2 separate regions of the Mus musculus genome follow, and region 1 is linked to region 2. Evidence: chromatin contacts called from public Hi-C data. All regions are on one chromosome and are shown on one strand. Each heading gives the region's core, a stretch centred on a gene start, on an enhancer-like site or on the middle of the called end of the contact. The rest is flanking DNA. Distances are from core to core; before and after follow the strand shown.

What was found. A called contact is a pair of places that touch in the nucleus more often than the background predicts.
Region 1: a Hi-C map of rod photoreceptor shows a contact between it and region 2, with 2.5 times the contacts expected there. The contact joins two enhancer-like sites. A contact is called at or near these places in 3 of 484 Hi-C or Micro-C datasets (embryonic stem cells, nephron progenitors and rod photoreceptor).

What each region holds. Positions count from the first base shown.
Region 1 is chr4:153,903,165-153,906,982 of GRCm38.p6, reverse strand. No RefSeq gene overlaps it. Among named protein-coding and RNA genes, the nearest start is that of Gm25880, 29 kb to the right of the region's middle. Within about 2 kb of position 1,657, at least 8 of the 459 cell types and tissues checked have an H3K27ac peak or open chromatin away from gene starts, as enhancers often do. A contact at or near this core is called in rod photoreceptor, where this site is marked.
Region 2 is chr4:153,692,266-153,695,884 of GRCm38.p6, reverse strand. No RefSeq gene overlaps it. Among named protein-coding and RNA genes, the nearest start is that of Gm42360, 76 kb to the right of the region's middle. Within about 2 kb of position 1,769, at least 5 of the 459 cell types and tissues checked have an H3K27ac peak or open chromatin away from gene starts, as enhancers often do. A contact at or near this core is called in rod photoreceptor, where this site is marked.

The sequences.
Region 1 (3,818 bases), core at 408-2,907, 210 kb before region 2:
ATTACCACAGGGAAGTCCCCATCACTTACAGAATGCTAGCACTTCAAATGTTAAGCCTGAGAGGCCTAACTCAAGTGACATCAGTGACTACATTATGATGAGGTCTTTGTTGATAACTGACCAGATCCATATTGAAGGTTCTGTGCCAAGGATTTAATGATAAATGGTCTTGAGTATTCTGGTGTGTGTGTTTGTGTGTGTGTGTGTGGGGGGGTTGCCAAGCACACCAAAGATCCTTTCTTCAGAACCCTCATGTATTCTACACTGTGGATCACTCTGGGTTTCCACAGGAGCAGAGCCCTGGCTTAGAACTGGAGTGCAGCTGCTGCCTGGTAACTGGTACTGAGAAATAGAGGCAGAGACAGCAAGCATGGACCAGGCAGGACGGTAGCGCAACAGGTTGACTGCAGCTGTGTAGTGGGTTTGACCTAATGCTGGGTCCCCAAAACTGCTTACAGGAGTGTCTGCACATAGCTTCTTGGAACCTACCCCCAGTTGGTAAATAGAAATGCCAACAGCCAATAGCTGGGAAGGACAGACAGAGGTGTTTTGTTTTGTTTTTTAATTTTCCCGAGCTTGGGACTGGGAGAGAGGGCGAGAAAGAGAGTAGATCTGCCAGGCGGGGAGAACGTGGAGGAGAGGAGAGACATCATGCCTGAGAAGAGTGCAGGACAGAGAGGCATGGCCGTGGGAAGGAGCCGGGAGAGCGTGGCCCAGAGCGCGGAACAGAGTGCAGCCTGGTTGGGCAGCCCTCTCGATCCAGAGCAGCCAAGATGGAATATAGAATTTAGTAAGTAATACCTCGGGGTTATTGTTGGGAGGTGGATTACCTGTATGGAGGTTAGGGAGTGGCCCAGCTATTGTACTGATTAAGGTATATCAAAATGTAAAGACTGTGTGTATGTCTTTCAATCTAGAATGGAAACCATTGAGATGGGTAGCGAACCCACCACTGCTGGGATTTATTTATTACTTATTTAATTCGACACAGCTGTTTAACTGAGCTTCGGTTCTAGGGAGGACCCTGTGAGCTCCGTGTATCCCCTTACGCTAGTGCCTCTGATCGAAGTGAGGCTGGGCCTTTCGCCCAACAATCCCTCCCCCTGTGTTTCAGCCCCCCATCCCACCCCCTAGGGAAATCTCTCCCTTACTTCCGGGCTTTGCCAATACAAGGTAGAGTAAGTAGTCTAAGTCTCTCCCAAGAAGGCTGCAGGCCCTCAGAGAGCAGGGCCCAGTGAGCGAGATGGGGATCTGTCCAGTGTCGTGGTGCTGAAGCCAGGCCGGTTGTGAGGTGTGTGTGTGTGTGTGTGTGTGTGTGTGTGTGTGTGTGACATGGGGGTTGTCCGGCAGGATGTGGGTCTATATCCCAAAGCTTCTACATGCTTCTCACCTTCTCAGAAGCCTGGATCTTCCTCAACCTCTCTCCAAGTCTTTACTGGTCAATGCTAATCCCCCATGCAGCGTCTATATCCCATGGACTTGAATTATTAGGGGCACGAAGCTTCTGTATCCAGATAGCAGAGGTCAGCACCTAAGCTGGGCACCTGTTGGCAACTTGTTTTTGGCTCCTGCTTGTGTCAGAAAGACAGAAAGATGCCGGCCAACCACTGCATGGCACACGAAAAAAGCCTCACATCTGAGCCCCGATTTTGTATTTTGGTTGAGTAGTCAGCTGGATCCCCAGGGGATATCAGGCCAGGATGCTGTAATCCCTGGCTAGGATAAATAGCTGCTGCCCCAGTTTCTTCATTCTGAGCTCCCGGAGACAAGTGTCAGCTGTTTTATCAAAAAACAAAGCGCTCCCCTGGGGGACAGTAGGCAGTTCACCTGTGAAGGGTATCGCGGGCTCCTCCACGTTTCAGAAGTCTGTCCTAGTTTTCTCTTGGCCAGCTTCGCCCTTGAGTTATACATCTCCCAGCCAGAGAAGAGATGGAATCTCGCCCCTCGTGAACAAAGGGATGAAGAGGAGCACATGACAGGGGTGGGTGGCAGACGCTCTCTGAGAAACGAACTGTAGGTGTGACCTTGCTGATGGCAGAACTTCCCTGTGGACAGGACAGAGAAGGCTGTGGGGTACCACGTGGGTGCAGGGGATACTGGCGAGCGGGGGAGGGGCACATGCAAGGGTGGGGGTGGGGGTGAGAGATGCACGCATGTGAAGGCTAGAGGTTGACCTCTTATTACTATTATTATTAACAACAATAATGGTAATGATTATTTTTATTTTCATTAAATAATTAATTTTAAGACTTTGTGTGCATATTTTGCCTGAATGTATATCTGTGTGTCAAATGTATACCTGGTCCATGTGGTGGCCAGAGGAAGAAGGCGTTAGCTCTCCGGAACTAGAGTTACGGATGGCTGTAAGCTGGGAATTGAACCTGGGTCTGTGGAAGAGCAGCCGGGGTTCTCAACTGCGGACTCCTCTCTCTAGCCGCTCCTCCATCTTATTTATTTATTTTTTGAGACAAGGTCTCTCCCTGGCCTGGAACTTCAAAAAGGGCTAGTCTGGCTGGCCCGTGAGCTCTCGGGACCCAACCGTTTCTGCTTCCTCAATGCGGTGGCTCCCTGGCCTGGCACACATGGCTGTGATGGTTCACCCTCATCACCTGGCACCTTGAGGCAGGGCGAGGGATGAAAGGGTGGCTTCAGACGTGGGGAGCTCTAGGAGCAGCCGCCTTCTTTGATCTGCCTGCTTAAAAAATTCTGTCCCTGCAGTAGCCTCCCTTCAGGCTTTTTCAGTGCTGCAGGATTTCTGAATCCTCCTTTAAATAAAGATCAAAAGGGAGTCAGCTGCTGGCCTCAGCCCCTCTTTCCTGCTGGCCATCAAGTCTGTTGGGTTTTGAGTTGAAAGTCCGGGTGAAGGACCCCTGCGGATGAGGAATACTAGGCTGGGGGAATTCTGAACCCTTCAGAAAACCTGGGCACCGGCTACAGAGTCCAGCCCCATCCACCTTTCTCAGAATCTCTAAATAACTTGCTACTGTGGGCTAAGCACAGGGATGTCCATGATTCCTTCAAAGCCCTGGAAGGTCAGGGCCACAGGGATTGTTTTCTTTTGTAGGCTTGGAGCCCACTCAGAGAAGCAAGAGAAGCTTGTCTAAGATCACACAGCAAGTCTGATCTGGGGGTCAGACTCTGGGAATTTGGATCCCATCCCCCCCTCCCTCGCCTCCCCCATGGAGCTACTTTGCTTCTTTGCCCAGGGAGCAACGGTCCCTCTTCAGCCTGTCAGCGGCTCCTGCAATTGGCGTTGCCTGGCATTTTGGAGTCTTAGCACATTTCAGGGACAATGGCACATGTCAGGTCTGGTGGACCCGGGGCATGGAAATGGAGCAGTCCATAGGTATCTGGTCACCCATTGTGACTGTGCTCCAAGGAGGAAGAAAATGCCGTGTAGGTAATTCTGGCTCAGGTTTAGTAGTAGGTTAGACACGGAACTGAAAAGCAGTTTTTCCTTGGTCTTAAGAGGAAGACAAAGAGAACGGAGCTCACCCACCTGGGAGGCACAGTCCCTGGCTTGCTCTGTCAAGGGGAGCAGGAACCCCAGCCTGTCAGTGTTACAAGCAGTGGAGGTGGGGAGTCAGAGCAGGCACATGGGTGGGGATCATGAGAGTACACAGAGGGTGTGGGTTTATAGTGCATTAGTCTTGAAGTTGGCTGAGCATTTGCCATGGAGAAGAGAAATCTAAGGGGACAGTCATAAAGGTTGAACTGTCAGGGTCTTGCACTGTCCCCATGGCCTCTGAAGTTTCTAGACACTCTGAGTGGGTCTTTTCAGCCCTTTCCCTCAGATCACAGGAGGCCTGAGGACACTG
Region 2 (3,619 bases), core at 520-3,019:
TTGTGCTTCTGGTTTAGGATGTGAGTTCTCGGCTGCTGCCCCAGCCACCACGTCTACTACCTGCTGCCTCTACTCTGCCATCACCGACGCTAACCCTCTGGACCCTTAAGTGCAAGTAAGCTCTTTTATAAGTTGCCCTGTTGTGGTGATCATCACAGCAGCAGAGAAGCATCGAATGCAGCCACCAAACCAGAACCATGCGTTCCAGATTCCTCCGCATTGGTTCACAGCTGAAAGCCCTCACTCCCTCCTGCCAGGCTGACCCACACTCGCCACCAAGCCAGAGGGTTTGGGAGTCTGAATGAAAACGTCCATAAATGATGGTCGATGACAGAATGACATTGCACAAACACTCGAAGCTGGGAGTGTGATGAGTCCAGTCCCCTCCCGCCACAAGTCACTGGAAATACCATGATGGTCAGAGTGACATATCAACCTTGGGTTACCGGGGTGAGCTGCTGAGGTTGGTAGGCCTGGGCCCTCCCTGGCCTGGTCCACAGCTGTAGGGCTACACTGAGCATTGTAGACATGGGCCACACCCTTCTTCCTGCTCAGCCTCGAGTTAGTTACTTCTTCCTTTAGTGTGAAAAGAAGCACCTTAGAGCGTAGCCCAGGTTAGCCATGCTTGCTTGCTTTATAGGGTGGAGTGCAGCATCAATCCAGAGTAGGTTTCCTTCCCAGGTTTGTTTCTTGTGTGATTTCATTCTGTGCGATTTCTTCGCTGGATAGCAAGGTCCACAACACAGCATGTTAGATATTAAACACTAAACACATATTTCCACTGGGCTCCACATCACCTCACTTGGTGTCAGAATGTTCCAGAATGAGCTCTGCAGCTCCAGCTCTTATGCACTTCCTGTTTTTTTATACCTTAGACATCACCTTAAAGCTGATCGCAGCCATGCTGGGGAATGGAACCCTAACTCTTGACATGAAGACAGCCTACACAGCCCAGACGGCTCTAACCCAAATGGCTGGTGTCCTTATAAGAAACAAGAGGGGAGAGGATCCAGCAAGACACCAGGATAAAGGCTTTGTGGAGATGGAGGTGAAAGCTGAACTTATTCAGAATCCAGACAAGTTGGGAGAGAGCCATGGAGAGCTGGAAGAGGCAGGAGGAAGCTCCTGAGGGTGGGAAGGGCACAGGCTCCAACTTCCAAACCACAGGGTCATAGAACCCTGTCTGTCATTCCTGATGGGAGTTTTGTTACAGACTGCTCTGGAAGACAACAGGGTCTTCTGACAGCCCTGGACTCCACTCTGTCTGGGTATGATGACAGGATGGAGGTCCCCAGGCATGGAGGTGATGTCTGGGTGGGTAGCTCCAAGAAGAATGAGGAGAAAGCAGGGCTATTCTCCACAAGTCACTTCTGACATCACAGGACTGCACAGGACAGAAGGCCACCTACCTGACAGTAAACGGACTGAGTTCCTCTCTTCATGTTTCCATTCTGTAATGACCTCCTTCGTCTCATCTCAGGCCTAGTAACAGTTCAGGAAGAGACAGAATTGCAGGGCCGCAGTGTGTGCAGATGCAGCCTGTGCACACTTCCTGTCATGGAGAGCAGTTACTGCTCCCTGTGAGAGCTAGCTTGGACCCGTGGGACACGAATTTGGTTCGAGGTGGCTCTGATGCCCTGGTAATAATGCCAAGGCTTGTCATCTCTTTCCCGATTTCGAGAAAACACGAGAGTCTGGACTCTGCTCAACGGAGCTAGCAATTGGGCTAATCCAGGCTCAGCCTGCCCTTTGAGTCAGTATTGATTTTGCTCAGGCTTCTGGTCCAGGGCCGTGCTGGGTGACATCCTCAGGCTGTTTGCTGGAAGCTCTTGGAAGCCTTTTAAGCCCTCGTTCTGCGGGCTTAACCCGGGCTCTCTCTGCAAAACCATTCTCCTCTCGAAGAGCCAGGAGGTGGAGGCCACGGAGGGGTGTTGCTCTCTGAGCATTTCTTTTCAAGGGTGATATCACAGGGCTTAATCAGTCCAAGGGTCATAGTGGGGTGATAATAAGTTAGTACAGCTAAGCTCTGATGCAGCCTCTGTCTGTGAAGGGTTTCCAGCAAGGTGTCCCTACCAGCTCCTCAGGGGGCTGACTCAGGGGGACCAGGCAGCCTGGCCCCACATCTGGCAGAACTCCCTGTTCATAGGTAGGTAGGAGATGCCAGTAGGGGAGGGAATCTGGATGCCATACCCTGCTCTCCCTTGCCTAGGTCAGAACTACACCCTGGATCCGTGGCCCCTTCAATCACTGTGCATGAATTTCTTCTTAAGTACCTGGGAATGGGTGGGGTGGGGGGAAACAGGTTGTCTGAGCTCGGCTTCCCTGTGGCTCTGGGCCTATCCTATTTTTCCAGCCTGGGTTCTACACTGCAAACCTGGAATGAATCTAAACAAATAGCTCTGATGCTAACTGAGCAGATATGGGGGAGGGGTGGGGTTGTAAGGGCTGACATTAACCTGTAAGCACAGATAGTATTCTGGAATGCAGGGGTGTGTGTGTGTGTGTGTGTGTGTGTGTGTGTGTGTGTGTGTGTGTGTGTGTGTGTGTGTGTGTGTGTGTGTTGTGTGTGTGTGTGTGTGTGTGTGTGTGTGTGTGTGTGTGTATCTGCTGTTCATATAAGATAGCAAGCCACGTGTTTTCACTTCGGTAAATAAGGTTGATTGCCCCAACTGCACAGATGTGCTTGATCACGCAGAGGTGGGGGTCCGTAGGCAGGAAGTACGTCAGAATGCATGCTTGCCACTGAATGGATGGCAGCAGGAAGCATCCACCATAGCCTTGTGGGGTTTGCCTTTATGAGCCCCTGACTAACTTAATTCAGTGCTATTCTCTGAGTATCCTGGGTATGGAACTGGCCAGTGTCCATCTTCCTAGCTAGTATTTAATAAAGCTTGCTCTAATTGGATTATAGTGGATTTAGTCTCTTTCTTACAATTTTCAGGTTTAATGGGATGGGGTTGGGGGGTGGTGCCTGTGGAGAATCAACCCTGAGCATGCTCAGTGGGGACTCTGGTCTCTCTGGATCTAGGTCAAATAACAGGAACCGTGTCCTTAGAAGATGACAGCCAAACTTTCTTTCTCCACATGGGCCCAGAGCAGGGATCTGTCCTCTGACGTTCAGGAGCAACCTCTCCTTCACAACCCTATCAACCCTGCAGCACGTTAACTGTGTGGGCTTCTAGCTTCCTTTAGCTACTTTGTTGCAGGAACTCTGCAGACTAAGAACGAAGGAGAGACTCCCAGGCAGCCGACCCAGTCATCGTGAAGGCCCCCCAGGCAGTGGCTGACAGGAGGGGTTGGTGGAAGGAAACCAAGGGAGGAGCGGATAGTAGTGTGAACAGGACTTAGCTTATGAAGATCACGCAGGCCCCTGTGGCGTGTGTGGAGAGGAACTTTATTGTGTCCCACTCGACCGGCAAGAAAGACGCAACAAACCGGAATCTTCCGGGCAAAAGCTTTATTGCTTACTTCTTCAGGAAGACCCCGAACTGGGAAAATGGCGCCACTTTTATAGCCCACAGTGTGACGTTTCAGCTCCTGATATGGCGTGACAGCTCCTGATTCGTTGCTCGCCCATCACCCCACTATTACACCCCGAGAATGGGAGTGACTAGGAGTG